Linked DNA regions of Mus musculus: all the other regions are linked to region 1. Evidence: chromatin contacts called from public HiCAR-type and promoter capture Hi-C data. All regions are on one chromosome and are shown on one strand. Each heading gives the region's core, a stretch centred on a gene start, on an enhancer-like site or on the middle of the called end of the contact. The rest is flanking DNA. Distances are from core to core; before and after follow the strand shown.

Region 1 (3,629 bases), core at 633-3,132:
CAAAAATAAACTAAATGATAATTGATGTTATATCTAAAATAATTACTATGCTCTACCAGAAATAAATGTTTCAAAGTTACTTGACTCTCCTCTAACTTTGATGTAAATTATGGTCTTTGTGGGTTTTGATTTAAAAACTCTGTACCCCTCAACTAGAGCACCAAGAGACTTTTCAAAGATATGAGACCACTCTCCATCTGGCCATCAATAAAAAGGACTTAAAACTTTTAATATGCTTAATTGGTGTGATTATCAGTAACTATATTGCGTGGATTATTTCACGAGTACAGAGTTTCTAACAACTGTTCCAAATTTACAGCGATTTAATTCCCAACACTTAGGAATGTGTATAATAATCCAGTTTTATGTATATACTCCAAGTGTATGCTTATCCAGGACCATAAGGTGCCCATCTCTTATTCCCCCTTGGGTTGCCGCTCTCTGTGGTCCAGTGACAGAAGGAATAAGGACAGTAGCCCTAAGTACTGTATCCCTAATCAGAGGATAAAGGAGCCTACAACAGATGCATCATCAGACTGGTAGACATCAGACACGTTGAATTCTATCTGCTTCATGTCCAGACAGAGGCTCTGACAAAAGTTGTCCTCCTAAACCGGCCAGGTTTAGACTTAGTTTTCATTTCCCAGGGGAACTAGGCGAGTATTGCTGCTTCAATGCCAACAAAGACGGAGTTATCAATGAGGTTTTACAAAAGGTTGGAGATAATTTAGATAAGTGACATCAGGGACAAGAAGCAAATAATTTCTGGTACTATAAAATGTTTGATTTGAAAGAGTAATAAAGACAAAATTCTAGGCCTTTGGGCCCAGGCTTGGGAATTTTGCCTTTGTGACTCAATGCTCCAAGGTATGCTAATCATAAAACAGATATCAACATTCCTCCACCCATCAGCTTCCTGGGTTCAAAGAGTGTTAATTCAAAGAAAGTCACCCTGACCATTGCTGGAACCCACTATGCAAAGGTGCTATTGCTAGGGGCTCTTAGATTGTTAGGGGCTCTTAGAAACTGTCTTGAGAGATAACCTGACACTTGTGACTTTGTACTTCCTTGTGACTCTTAACTGGTATTTTTGGTATTTTCCAACAACGCCCTTCCCACCTCCTTAAGTTGTGGTTTCTTCCTTTAAATACCCCCTAACCCAGCTACTCGGGGCGCCACGGTCCTCTACCCCTGCGTGGTGTATGACCGTGGGCCGAGAGCGCTCTTGAATAAAAATCCTCTTGCAATTTGCAGCAAGACCGTTTCTCGTTGGTGATTTTGGGGTGTCGCCTCTCCTGAGTCAGAACGTGGGGAAGTCCTCACGTTGTGGCTCTTTCAGATTGAAACCTAAGGCTTGTAACCCTTTTTCACTGCCCTGGCCCCTTACTCCTCCTAACAGGACTTCAAAATCTAAACAGAAAAAAAAAATCTAAACGAAAACAAATTATATTCCTGCCACACAATCGGGAAAAAGCGCGAAGCCGCAAGAGAACACAAGTGAGCTTAGTATTTTCCAGATAATAATCCATAGCCGCATGCGCGCTCGCTCACACGCATGCGCAACACCACTGCTCCGTACCGCCGCAGTTTTAGCTGGGCAATCCGCCAGCGTCCACCCGGGGCACGCTTAAGCAGTTGCTTTTCGAGCGTTCCCGGTCCACTAGACCAGATTCCCCGTCCTTTCCCCTTCCACCCTTTGGCTCCATGAAAACGGCCATCTCTCTACTACGTCAGAAAGGAAATCAGCTTTCCACTCGGAGAACTACACGCTCGGCATCTCCGTACAGCCCGGCGCCGGCGCCGGCGCCTGCGCGCGCAGCTGCTCCGCTGCCCCGCCCCTTCCGCCGCTCATGCGCAAGCCCGACCGCCTCGGCGCGCCCGGGTTGGCTGCCCCGGCGGCCTCCTCGGCAGTCATGGCTCCTCGGATGTGATAGTTTCCCCCGCCCCCTCGCGTAGGACGCGGCGGCGGGGCGGCGGTGGGAAGCCTAACTTTATTGTTCCCCCGGCCCGTCTCCCGGCGCGTCCTCAGGATGCTCGGGAGCTGAGCGCCGGGGGCGGCGGAGGGTCGCGGTCTGTCCGGGCCCTCGCCTCGGAGCGCAGGGCCAAGGGAGGGAGTCACGATGTCAGGTAGCCGCCAGGCCGGCTCGGGTTCCGCTGGGACGAGCCCCGGCTCCTCGGCCGCCTCCTCGGTGACTTCCGCCTCCTCGTCCTTATCCTCGTCTCCGTCGCCGCCGTCCGTGGCGGCCTCGGCGGCGACGCTGGTGTCCGGCGGCGTGGCTCCGGCCGCGGGCTCCGGCGGCCTCGGCGGCCCGGGGCGGCCTGTGCTGGTGGCGGCCGCGGTGTCTGGCAGCGCGAGCGCCGGCGGGGCGGTGTCCGCGGGCCAGTCCCGGCTCAGCTGCGCGGCCAGGCCCAGCGCCGGCGTTGGAGGGAGCAGCTCCAGCCTCGGCAGTAGCAGTAGGAAGCGACCTCTGCTCGTCCCGCTTTGTAACGGGCTCCTCAACTCCTACGAGGACAAAAGCAACGACTTCGTCTGGTGGGTTTGCATAGCAGCCCCTGCGTGCATGACCACGAGTTTCTGCTGCTGAGCCTGGCGGGGTCCCGTGGAGGGAGGCCTGTTGGAGGTGCTGGGATTCGAACCTAGAGAGTTGAGTGTTTGCAGAGTTAAGGTTCCCGGTTGGGAGGTGGAGCTGGACTGGGATCCTTAGGCAAAGTGGTGAAATGGGATTGCACAGAAGTGGGTGCTGGTGTCCAGGAACTGAAGGCATTTAAGGGAGTGCTTAAGGATAAAGATGGAGGTCCAGTAAGTGGTTATTAGAAAGGAAGTATTCGGGGTAGGAGGTTAAATCCCTTCTGGTTTTTGTTTTTGTTTTCTTTCTTTTTTTGGCCATCTAGTGGACGAAGTATCAGTCAGGAGTAGTTCATGATTTTCGGAGGTAGAAGACTAGTTAGTGCCTGGTGATTCTGAGGTGTGGGATTGCTGGTCAACACTATATTGTAAAAAAGTAGATGGTGCTCGAAACCTGGTTGGTGATGCTTTACGAAGTTATTTTTGCCCATCCTGCGTTGGAATATGAATTTGAATAGATAGGACACTTGTAATACTGTTAATAATTTTGTAGTCAAAGTTTGTTCACACCCAATTCCAGGTTTCAACTGTTGGAAAAAGGGAAACACATTTTTAGTGTTTCTGTGTTGTATGGAACGATCGCAGCGCTGTGTATACACTGGAATCTCTGACTTGAGAAACGCTTTTACAGTCATTGCATCACAGCTGGCATCTTGAGCGACACAGTAGAATTCAGGCATTTGGCATCTAAGAGGGACTTTAAGCAAAAGATGAATCTGATTGTCTTGAAGAATGCTTTGAATTTTAATTGGGTTTTGATATTACTGGTAAGATTATGAGAGCTTAATGAAGATTTCCTGCTCACAAACTGGTAGAATTCTGGGCCTTTCCTAAGAAGGAACTTGTTGTTTGACTTAATGATGTAGGAAGTTGGCTTGAACAGTCATGCTTGGGGAAGTTAGTTCAGATCACAGTAGAAGATGGGCTTAAATGGTATTATTAAAGATGATAAGCTTAGAGATTGTAACCATTGAGAAAGGTATTAGCTACACTTTCTTGTTCA
Region 2 (3,629 bases), core at 403-2,902, 2.7 Mb after region 1:
CACGTGAAATACAGCTATTGCTACTCTATAAAGATGGCGTGTTATAGTTCTAGGTTATTGATAATTAGAATTCGAAGACTAGAAATTGAAGCGGGGTGGGGGGAAACTATGGAAGTGTTTTGAGTTACAGTGTCTGTGGTTGAATAGTACACGCAGAAATGAAGGTTATGGCGGCTCTCATTTCTTCTAGCCAGGCCTTTACATAGCATAACCTTTGTCTGAGAAACCCAGGGCGTTTCTTTCTTTTTTCTTTTTCTTTTTCTTTTTTTTGCATTCGACTTGGTTTCTCAACAGGGCACATGCACCTCTCCACCTTAAGAGTACAACCACTGAGCTCTGCCTCGAAGGCTCTGTCCTCAGAAGCTGGGAAGTTACCTTCTGGGGATGCTCAGGATCAATGGTTTGTTTACCAGGCTGGCCTCACTCAGCCAAGGAATCTTGTCAAACTTTGGAACAAAAGCCTACAGAGAGAGAAATGGAAAGAGATCAGGTTGCAGAGTTTATCACACTTCCGAAGACTAAATCTTAAAGGGAGTCACAGGGCCAGAGAGATGCCTTGGTGGCTAACAGCACTCCTTCCTCTTGGAGAAAAGCCAGGTTTAGTTGACAGCACCCACAAGCCAGCTCATGACTGCCTGTAACTATAGCGGCAGGGGACCTAGCACCTTCTTCTGACCTCCACAGACACCTGGAGTCAGGAGCACATATGTAGACATAATTAAAAACAAAATATTAAAAAAAAGTTAAAATACTTGACCAGTGCTGGTATTACAATAAGCAAAGTAAGCTAACAGCAACCACACAGCAATCAATACATTGCAAACTATTTTAACACGAGAGTCCTCCAACCATTCCATAAGGTGGCCAAGAACAAATAAGCGCCTTCTTTCTTTTACAGACAAAGAATTCAAAGCCCAGATAGTGTGAATATGAATAAATGGGTTCATGCTTTCTGCCTCTGTGTCCACACTATTTAACAGTCTCTATATTTTAAATTCTTCGAGCTTCCATCTATTTATAAATCCTGTGACACTTCCAAGACCCCAGTTGAAAATCAGCAATCTCTCGTCCCAAAGGCTCTCCACCCTCATCTCTTTTAGGTGGCAAAGTCTAGGAAAGGATCCAGCTTTGGAGCCATCCACATTTGGATATTTCTGATCTACTTGCAATTACTAACCAGCTGCCTGACTTTGGTCAAAAACAAACTAATGATCGCATCGTCTCTGTGCAAGTCAACGCACAGGATGCTATGTGAGATCTGGGATCTCCCCGACTCCCCCCCCCTTTTTTTTTTTTTTTTTTTTTTTTTTTTTTTTTTTTGGTGAATACCAGAAGCCTGGTTTGGCACCTATAGGAGGAGGGTTTGGATGCATGGAAAGTCCCTTGGCTGAGAGCCTGTCAACACATGTCATGGTAACCTTGCAGTTACCAGTCTTCCACCAGCCCCGCGACTCTTCCTGCCTTCTCCTGCCTTCCACACCCTGTGAAGTAATTCCCACTGAGGGATTTGCTTCCCAGGCTTAGCATTCCACTAGGAGCAGATTGCCAGGAGAGGAGCAATCAGTAGAGGGCAGCAGTGACCTCGCGGTGTGGAGTCTCGGGGCGGGACGCTTTGGCCGCCGAGTGCTGCGGATCCGGAAGTGCTCCTCCACAGTAGTCCCCTTCCAAGCCGGCGTCCCGGATGTAGAAGTAGCTAGGCGGCCGCTCTTCTCGGTCGTGCACCCCCCTAAAGAGCTTGGTGCAGGTGGGTTCCGGCGTCCTTCGCTGTGAGCGCTTCCGGCTGATCCAAGGCTGGGGCGGGGGTCGGCAGCGGCGGGCGGGGCAGGCCGGTTGGGTGAGTGGTAGCCCAAGACCCTTCGCCGCCCGGTGACGGGGACCTTTCAAATCCCGAGGTCCCAGTGCGTGAGGGCCGACTCCAGGGTGTACGGCTTTTAAAGCAAAGGTCTATCCTAGCCTCCACGAAAAATACAGACGGTCCGGCAGGAAGTTCTTTCTCGAATTTGCTGAATGACCTCTGTGTTTACGACTGGGATGATTGTTTTCTTGATCCTGCGCTAGAGTTTTGCTGTTTCAGTTAATTAGGATGATATAGCACTTTAAAGGATAGTAAGTTCAGCTAATGAACAAAAAAGATTTGAGTTCTTGGTTTGGGCTAAAACTATAGAGAGATCATGCCCTTTTGTACGGTGCAGGTTATTGTCATTCGACCGATAACTTATTCAGATACCTTTGGGGACCTAGTAACGGCTATGGATGGATTCTGTCCCTATAAATTTGCGTAAGTTGCAAATATAATCATGCAAAAATAGTATAAACCTTAGAGTGTATGAATGCCCAAGTTAAGACTGGCTTAGAGAAGGACGACCAGAAGCAGAGACTTTGACACTAGACTTTTGTAGGAGGTCTGGCTCCACGCTGTTAGCCTGGGACCTAAATACTCTACTGTTTTGAAACTCAGATGTCTTATTAGGTAAACTCATAACTGGTATTAACTTGTAAGGCTGTGACAGTTAAAGAAGGTGCATAAGACATTTAACATTCTGAGTTAGATGCAGATATCAATTATTAAGACTACACTTTAAAATGTGAAGGCTTAATGCCGCATTATGTCACCAGACACAATTTATCTAGGCTTTCAGTAAGCCAAGTTGTTTTTTATTGTATCTGATGCCAGCTTCCATATATTTACAGTTCTCTCTTCTAGGAATTTAGCTGTGTTGTCCTGACCCTCAGGACAAACTCATCTAATGCAGGCTCAGCTTGTACTGAAGGCTTTGTAAACAAGGAAAGTTCTGTAGGGTATCAGCATGGCATTTCCAGAGAGTTCTTAATCTACAGATTTATCAAGAACCAGAACCCCATGGACGTCCCTGAGGGAGATTGAGCCAACCTGGATTTGAGGAAAGAATGAGATAATGTGTGCTCAACGTGTAACAGACACCCCAGAAGTCAAGTGGCAGAAGGTTTTATATGAGCGGCAGCCGTTCCCTGATAACTATGTTGACCAGAGGTTCCTGGAAGAACTCCGGAAAAACATCTATGCCCGGAAGTACCAGTACTGGGCTGTGGTATTTGAGTCCAGTGTGGTGATACAGCAGCTGTGCAGTGTCTGTGTTTTTGTAGTGATCTGGTGGTACATGGATGAGGGTCTTCTGGCTCCCCAGTGGCTTTTTGGGACCGGACTGGCATCTTCCTTGGTTGGGTATGTTTTATTCGATCTTATCGATGGAGGTGATGGACGGAAGAAGAGTGGGCGGACCCGGTGGGCCGACCTGAAGAGTACTCTGGTCTTTATCACTTTCACTTACGGTTTTTCACCTGTGCTAAAGACCCTGACGGAGTCTGTCAGTACAGACACTATCTACGCCATGGCAGTCTTTATGCTGTTAGGCCATCTCATCTTCTTTGATTACGGTGCCAATGCTGCTATTGTATCCAGCACCCTGTCCTTGAACATGGCCATCTTTGCTTCTGTTTGCCTGGCCTCACGCCTCCCCCGGTCACTCCACGCCTTCATTATGGTGACGTTTGCTATCCAGATCTTTGCACTGTGGCCCATGTTACAGAAGAAACTGAAGGCGTACACCCCGCGAAGCTATGTAGGGGTCACTTTGCTTTTTGCCTTTTCT
Region 3 (3,629 bases), core at 529-3,028, 2.4 Mb before region 1:
AGTGAGGGGGGTGAAAGCACACAGCGTGTGTAGCATGAGAAGCCCCAAGGCCTCATTCAGCAACTAGGATGCCAAGAAAGCGATGCTTTTGAGTGAGAGTTAAAAACTCAGGTTCTACTTATCATTGAGCATTAAGCCAAGCTATTGAAGATGTTGAAATTCGGGTTTCCTTAGCTATTGAATTACTAAATATTTGTTTCATGAAAAAAATAGTTATTCAAGACTTACTCTTTTGCTCTTTTGGAACCTATTTTTATAGTAGAAAAGGCTGGGCCAGAGGACATGATGATTCATCTTCAGTTCACAGTCAATGGGGAGTCAACGATCCTTTGGGTTTTCTTTTTTTCTTTTAATTCAGGGTTGTGTTTGTTTTTAAATGATACCAATCAACTAACAACAACAACAACAACAACCACCACCTTATTTTGACAATTGACACTGAATTGACTAGTTTTAACTCATCTTGACACAAGCTAGAGGAGGAAGCCTCAACTGAAAATGCCTCCATGAGATCCAGCTGAGGGCAAGCCTGGAGGAAATTTTCTTAGTGATTGATGTGAAAGGGCCCAGTCACCCCTGAGCTGGTGGTCCTATGGCTGGGTGCTATAAAGCAGGCTGAGCAAGCCAGTAAGTAGCACTCCTCCATGGCCTCTGCCTTAGCTCCTGCCTCCAGGTTCCTCCCCTGTTTGAGTTCCTATCCTGACTTCCTTTGGTGATGAACAGTGATGTAGAAGTGTAAGCCAAATCAACCTTTTCCTAAGTTGTCTTTGGTCATGGTGTTTCTTCACAGCAACAGCAACCCTAGCTAGGACAGGAGGCATAATTTTATAGGCAAGTATATTACCTATCACAGAACTTAAGATCAGAAAAAGCATCAATTATGTATTACAGAATTTAAGATTTTTCTTTCACCAGATTTACCAGTTTCCCTTGTTTTAGGTGACTACATATAAAAACAAGGGGTGTGTGTGTGTGTGTGAGTCAGGTTCTCACTAGCCCTGGCTGGTCTGCAGTGTGTGCATGTGTGTGCGTGTGTGTGTGTTTCTTCAGTCAGATTCTCACTTATTAGCCCTGGCTGGCCTGGAGCTCACTGTGTATTCCAGGCTGGCCTCAAGTTCATAGGGATTCAACTGCCTTCCGAGTGCTGAGATTAAAGGTCAAGCTAATAAAAGCAATTTTCTCTTAAACATTACACAATTACTTACAATTTTAAGCGTCCCGGAGGCTGTCAGAATAGCACTGTTAGGTGGCTGCTTCTGGGGAAAGTCTAGCTCCTTACAGCCTGCAGCTACTTCTAAAGTGGATTTCTTTTCTTTTCTTTTCTTTTCTTTTCTTTTCTTTTCTTTTCTTTTCTTTTCTTCCTTTCTCTCTCTCTCTCTCTCTCTCTCTCTCTCTCTTCCAACTCAAAAGCTCTGTGGCAGGCAGACTAAAATGTTTATTTTATAATTGCCTGCTGAACTATGATAGCCTGTTTCCAGATGGTGCCCTTCCTTCAACCTGCACACAATCTCTCCTTGTTAGAGCTATTCAGCCTCCTGCTGATCCAGCTCCCCCAGCCCCACCTCGGCAGCGAGAGGAAATCCTAAGGAGGAGGTTCCTACCCCCTCTCCTGGCTCCAGCTCTTTTCTAATGACGTAATATGTGGGCTGAACTTGAGTCTACTGAGAACGAGAGGGAATCACTCTTCGGACTGTGTGGACAGTCTGTCAGCTGCGGCTGGTTTCTGCACATTTCCATGCAGCAGACAGCACAGGCACAGAACCTTCTCTGCTGCATTAGAGAAGTCCACAGATAGCCCCAAGTTACATAGGTGGCCCAGCAAACTCAGTCCATTAGTGCTGTGAAAAGAAGTTCCTTACTCCTTGGATTCACCGGTCAGAGCAAAAAACGCAGTTACCTCTGAAGTAAAGCCGAACAAACTTCTACACTGATCTCAGAGAGCAAGGGCAAGGACGCACGTTCACGGACTCGCTTTTTTCAACAGACAACAAAGGTATTTTAATATTTCTCTTAGATTTATTCAAAATTCTATGTCAAATGCATCATTGTCCTTTGTACTAGAAAGTAAGAGATTTCTCAGGGAACTTTAGAAGATGCTGCCAATTTGTATCTGAAGGTTTTGTTTTGCATCTTTCTGTAAAAATAGTCATGAAGTGCTTCATATGTGACTACAGATTGAGACATACATGCTGGGTTCTAAACACAAATGCTCTAGTGACATTACAAAATTTTACAAGTAACTCAGTAAATGCCTAAGGCTTACACAGCGAAGGATGTAGGATAAAGGAAACAACTGTGAGCGCGGTGAGTTTCTCTTCTGAACACTGGTGTGTGTGTAAAGACGTGCACCAACTACTGCGATTTTCAAAGTATGGCTACAAAACAAAGCTAAGAGCTGGTCAGCTGAATGCTTGCAACAGAATCTCAGTTACAACTGAACAAAACTCTTCTGAGTCTTTGTTAATCTATGTTATTTCTTGTTATGATTAATCATTTTAAACAATTTCCTACAACAGAAATTTCATTTCAGCAACAGATTAAAGCTGGAAATTCCTTGGAAAAGTAATATTGATACAAACAATAATTAAAACCTCCTTCAAGGTCAGGATTGAGACCTGTCAGGGTCACCAGGATTAAGCATATGAACTCAGAAAATGTCAGTACTGAAGAAAAACTGGCAAGGCCAAAAGCCTGTTTTAAAAAAATAAAAATAAAATAACCTTCCTAACTGTCCCTAAGAGGCAGGAGCATGCCCTCAACATTCTATTGGGGGGCTTGGTTAGTCATGAGAATTATGAAATTGCTACTCACCAACAGCAAGCTTTAACACCAAAGACAGCAAGCGGTTATGGTGGGAGGATTCCCTGACTTTTAATCTTTAGTGGTAGGAATTTTCAACAAACAAATAATAGTAATGTTCAGATTTTGTTTTTTCAACTTTGCTTAAACATTAAAACTCTCAACTCTGAGCTCTGTTAAATACGTATTTTACAGGAGAGTCTGTAAAATCTCGAAATCATACTCCATCTGAAACACCATCATCTCCGTGGCTCCTGCCACGATGAAAGCAAGTCTCACTCACCTATGCAGGCATTTCACAGAGCGAATGCACGTGTGTGTCTGTGTGCGTGCGAACGAATCACAAATGATCACGTCTGTCTATTTTGGGGACATTTCCAGGGCTATTCTTAGGAAGGTCTTCCACCTGGCCAGTCAGTGCTCCTCAGCTAACTTCAATGCCTTTGGCTTCTCTCAGTGCAGGGTACAGCCAAAGGGAAGGGAAGGGAAGGGAAGGCAGCTTTTATCCTCCTTATAGCTGGCAATACAGTACAGAGAAATACTACTAAGAATATGAATATAAGTGCACAAGCTTTTTTACCCCTTTTCTAAAACCCACCAGGCAAAGGCGCAGTTCAAACTTGAGTGACTGTAACTAATTTTCCACATTCCCCTGAGACCTAGGAGAAACCCAACATAAATAGGAAGGGTTACGAGGTGACATATCTATGGCGCTTTCACTGAACATACGTGGGAAACATTAAATAAGAAAGTATTTTTAGACAATGTGAGAGTGAACAAATTTTAAAAATCAATTCTTCGCTTATATCTAGTCTACTACTTAAAGATGT
Region 4 (3,629 bases), core at 554-3,053, 2.0 Mb after region 1:
ACAAAGCCTCACTAAGTTGGCTTGGCCTTGAAGTTAGGATCTTCCCAACTGTCTCCTCAGCAGCTGGAATAAAACAGTTGCATCCAGATCTAGATCAATAAACAATCCCTAAGATTCCCGCCCCCGACTCTATAGTGTGGCTATCTTCACAGCACACGCGCTTTAGATTCATATTTATCTCTCATCCTTACAGATGAAGCGCTCCAGCAAGCCCTCACATTTCCTGGGGGTGTGGGCTGCAGACAGGAATGGGAAGGAACACTGTGTAAATCGTTGGCAGTCTTGGATAAATATTAACACTAGATTTTGAGTGATGAGTCTGGCTGGCATGCTTATTTTTAGACTTTTCTCCTGCAAGGCCTGAGGGTTCCATTTGCTACTTCTTCTAGTCTACCTTTCTCTTTTAAAAGCTCTGCTTCCCCTTAGTCAGGAGGAGCCAAACTCACCTCAGGAAAGATTCTCTAATGCTTCCTTTCCTGCCTGGTCACGGAGTAGTTTCATAAACTGCTCTGTCCTCACGTACATACATACATACATACATACATACATACATACATACATACATACTAGATACGAAAAGGACACAGACAGACCCAAGAGTTTGTTTATTCAGTGTCATTGGGCACTGAAACTCCAGAACCACAACATAGCCTGACGCGTATGCAAAAAGCGGACTGAAACTAAGCATCTTACAATGTGTGCATTCAGGAGCTGTAAAACTAAGACAAAATCGGTGCATACCTAGCCACTGTGGCCACCACTGTTGTTATCAGCAGCAAGGCCAGGCGCTGATGCAAAGCAGAGGGGGAGGGGACCACTGGGAAACAAAAGAGTCTCCAAGTGGGGAGGCACACGTGTCCTAGCCTTGGAATGGCCTAGAGTGGCAAAATGGTCGCAGCCTTTCCCTCAAAGCATTGCTTCTTCTAGAATCACGGTCACGCCTACAGAGTGTTTCTGGGTGCTCCCAAAGCTGTTACATATAATCTTATTTTTGACCTCTGAAGGAGGCTCTGGACAAAAAGTCTTTTGGCTACTTACTTGGCACCGTAGTTTTGTTTTGTTTTTTAATTCAGAAGTCCGCAAACACTCCCCGAAGTTAAGAGGAACCCAGATAACGTCGGGACAGCCCTTAATTTGTGGCTGTGTGCTCTAACTTTGACCTTAGGCACCCACCTTCCGCAAGGTACAACTTCTAGAGCGGCAGGAGGGCGGGCAGTGCGACCCTGGGCAAGCGTCCCGGGAAATGACCTCAAACACCGAGCAACCCTGCCCCACCTCCCCTGGGCTTTCAGATCGACCCCGACACAAACCCAACACTGTTTACAAAACCAGGTTAAACAGACAACAAACCGTCCTCGGCAAGGACCTCCTTTCCCATGCCAGGCCAGCCACGCTGGGTCAGGGAAGGATCCGCTGATCGGCGTAGGGCCGGGCAGAGGTCGCAGGTCCCCAGCAATGCCCGGTGATGCTCGGCAGGACCCCGGCGGCGGGCACGTGCGGGAACCGGTGAGGGGCTAAGCCAGAGACCCGCCGCGGCCGAGCGCAACCCGGAAAGAAGCGAGGCAGGTAGCTCTGGGGACCCGTCACCTGGCAGGGCAACGCGGTGGCCACTTACGAATCTCCCAGGAAATCGTGGAAGCGGATGCGGCCGATGGTGGTATTGGCCTCAAAGTTGGGGGCTTCGTCCCCGAGAAGCAACCCTCCGGGCATGGCGGCAGTGGTGACGCTGAGAACAAGGAGGCGCAGCCGCAGCAGTGAGCAGCGGGCGGGCTCCTGCGGAGACCTAGATCAGTGCTGGCCGAGTGGGCGGGGCTGGGGCGGGGCTGGGGCGGGGTGGGGCGACCGCGAGTCTGGCGGCTGCGGTTCTTCACGTGGAGCTTGCAGGCAAGGGAGATTCTGGAGCTAAAGAAGGCCACGTGCAATAGGAAGGAAGCGCAAGACCGAGAATTGCGGGGACTTGTAGATCTGGCGGCTCTGCAAAGATGCTCTAGGAGAAGGCGGAATTAGCGCAAATCCTCTGACATTCTCACCCCTGTTGGACTTACAATTTAGAGGTCTTGGGGTATAGCCCTCTTTTACTATGAGCATCTAGTAGTTGGCTGAATGACTGACTACTCAGCCAACCTGGGTTTCAGAAGTTTTTCAGGATGTGGCAAGAACCAGACTTGTGACGTGGGCTAAGTCAGAGGAAGTGGCTTTCTTATTGCAGCAAACATTCTGTACCAATGTCAATAAGAGGGCAATGGAAAGAACCGTTTTTTTTTTTTTTTAAATTTTGCCTCCCCATTCCTGGAGTTCCTTATAAAATGCTCAACACATTATTCCTAAAGTTTAAATATAGGTTTCACAACAGGCTTCTTGAGATCGAGTGTATGCAAGTGAATTCCCACCTGAAGAAATGGGACATTTTGATCCACTGACTTCCTATTTCCTAAGCACAAAGTGGAGAAAGATGCCTGCCCTTATTAGAGACAGATGGCAGACATTCTGCACAGAAACCAGAATCTGTTAGAAGCTCAGCCTGGTGATCGCAAACCAGAAACCCCAACTACTCTGGAGAAAGGAGAAGGACTGTAAATTCTGAGCTACAGAGGAAGTTCAAGGCCAACCTGGGGAACTTAGAGTCTGTCTCAAAATAAAGGGGAATGAGGAAGCAGGTGTGCGGCAGGATGCTTGACTGGAGTGTGGGAGGCCCTAGGTCCAATCGCCAGCGCTAAGGTGTGGTGGAGGACAATGTATTAGAAAGCCCCGAGTCCTAGCTGGAGAAACTAAAGCGAGTTTATGTAAGTTAAGTGAGGCTACCTGGAGGTCAGCTTCAGATTGTGTGGCCCAGCCTGGGGAAGCCTGCAGGACAGTAGACTACTTAGAACATGGCAGGTGCTCTCAGAGTGGTAGCTATTATTAGATGACACAATTCACGCAGTAACTCTCACTTTCCTTATTGCTAGCTAGACACCGTGCGAGGCCTGATGTGAGACATAGTCCCAGCTCTTACAGGAAAAGTGCAGTTATGATATCATGTAAGGTGATATGGACAGGGGAGCTGTGAGTGTTTGTTGTTCGGTGTGAGGAATCCTCTGGAACAGACTCAACGGATTTAAAGGAAAGCGTGTGGCGGTGCTGAGTGCAGCGACCCACTGTACCCTGCGTTTTCATCATGGTGATAAGCCCTGTCTTTGTGTCTGCATGCATACTGGTCTTGCCTGCTTCACAGAGATTACTGCCATGCGTTTTAAAGTTAAGGTAACTTAATCTCTAGCTTGACTCCACCCTTCTGTTTTGAAAGCACGTATCTTCACTTTATTTATTATGTATTTTCACAGTAGGGAAGCAGGGTAGCTTGACCTTAAGGAACTATAAGCAGTGTTGCAAAGATGGGCTAAAAATCAGATACACCACAATAAAGAGACTGGATGCAGACTCAAAGTGGCTGATCTCTATCAAAGGCATAATTACATAGCCACCACTTTAAACTAAGCGAGTATAGTAAGATAAACACCTATTCCAATCTATAGTGCCAGAAGTAGCCTGCTGGTGGTGATTTAGTAACCGTGCTCTAGCCTTGGCAAAAGTTGGAATTCTTTAAAGGTAGAGATTAACATGTCTGTTTGCTTGATTGTTTTTCAAGA

Evidence for each region. Promoter capture Hi-C pulls out the DNA fragments that hold promoters and counts their contacts. HiCAR-type assays count read pairs that join an accessible place to other places.
Region 2: a promoter capture Hi-C map of liver shows a contact between it and region 1, with 2.4 times the contacts expected there. The contact joins the promoter of Pigc here to the promoter of Cop1 in region 1. A contact is called at or near these places in 3 of 39 promoter capture datasets (liver, neutrophils and pre-B cells) and 1 of 9 other capture datasets (adipose tissue).
Region 3: a contact with region 1 is called in a promoter capture Hi-C map of liver, with 5 times the contacts expected there. The contact joins the promoter of Angptl1 here to the promoter of Cop1 in region 1. A contact is called at or near these places in 2 of 39 promoter capture datasets (hippocampal neurons and liver).
Region 4: a HiCAR-type map of astrocytes shows a contact between it and region 1, with 2.4 times the contacts expected there. The contact joins the promoter of Prdx6 here to the promoter of Cop1 in region 1. A contact is called at or near these places in 1 of 39 promoter capture datasets (pre-B cells) and 1 of 115 datasets of contacts at active chromatin or transcription factors (astrocytes).

What each region holds. Positions count from the first base shown.
Region 1 is chr1:159,230,318-159,233,946 of GRCm38.p6, forward strand. It overlaps Cop1 (COP1, E3 ubiquitin ligase), which reads left to right and starts at 1,883. Exons shown (of 20, transcript NM_011931.4): 1 at 1,883-2,533. The coding sequence starts at 2,121.
Region 2 is chr1:161,967,536-161,971,164 of GRCm38.p6, forward strand. Pigc (phosphatidylinositol glycan anchor biosynthesis, class C) reads left to right here and starts at 1,653. Exons shown (of 2, transcript NM_001039045.1): 1 at 1,653-1,744; 2 at 2,705-3,629. The coding sequence starts at 2,916. It overlaps 4930558K02Rik (RIKEN cDNA 4930558K02 gene), which reads right to left. Exons shown (of 7, transcript NM_001204904.1): 2 at 376-461.
Region 3 is chr1:156,837,245-156,840,873 of GRCm38.p6, forward strand. It overlaps Angptl1 (angiopoietin-like 1), which reads left to right and starts at 1,779. Exons shown (of 5, transcript NM_028333.2): 1 at 1,779-1,993. The region is part of intron 8 of Ralgps2 (Ral GEF with PH domain and SH3 binding motif 2); the gene reads right to left.
Region 4 is chr1:161,249,407-161,253,035 of GRCm38.p6, forward strand. It overlaps Prdx6 (peroxiredoxin 6), which reads right to left and starts at 1,804. Exons shown (of 5, transcript NM_007453.4): 1 at 1,616-1,804. The coding sequence starts at 1,710.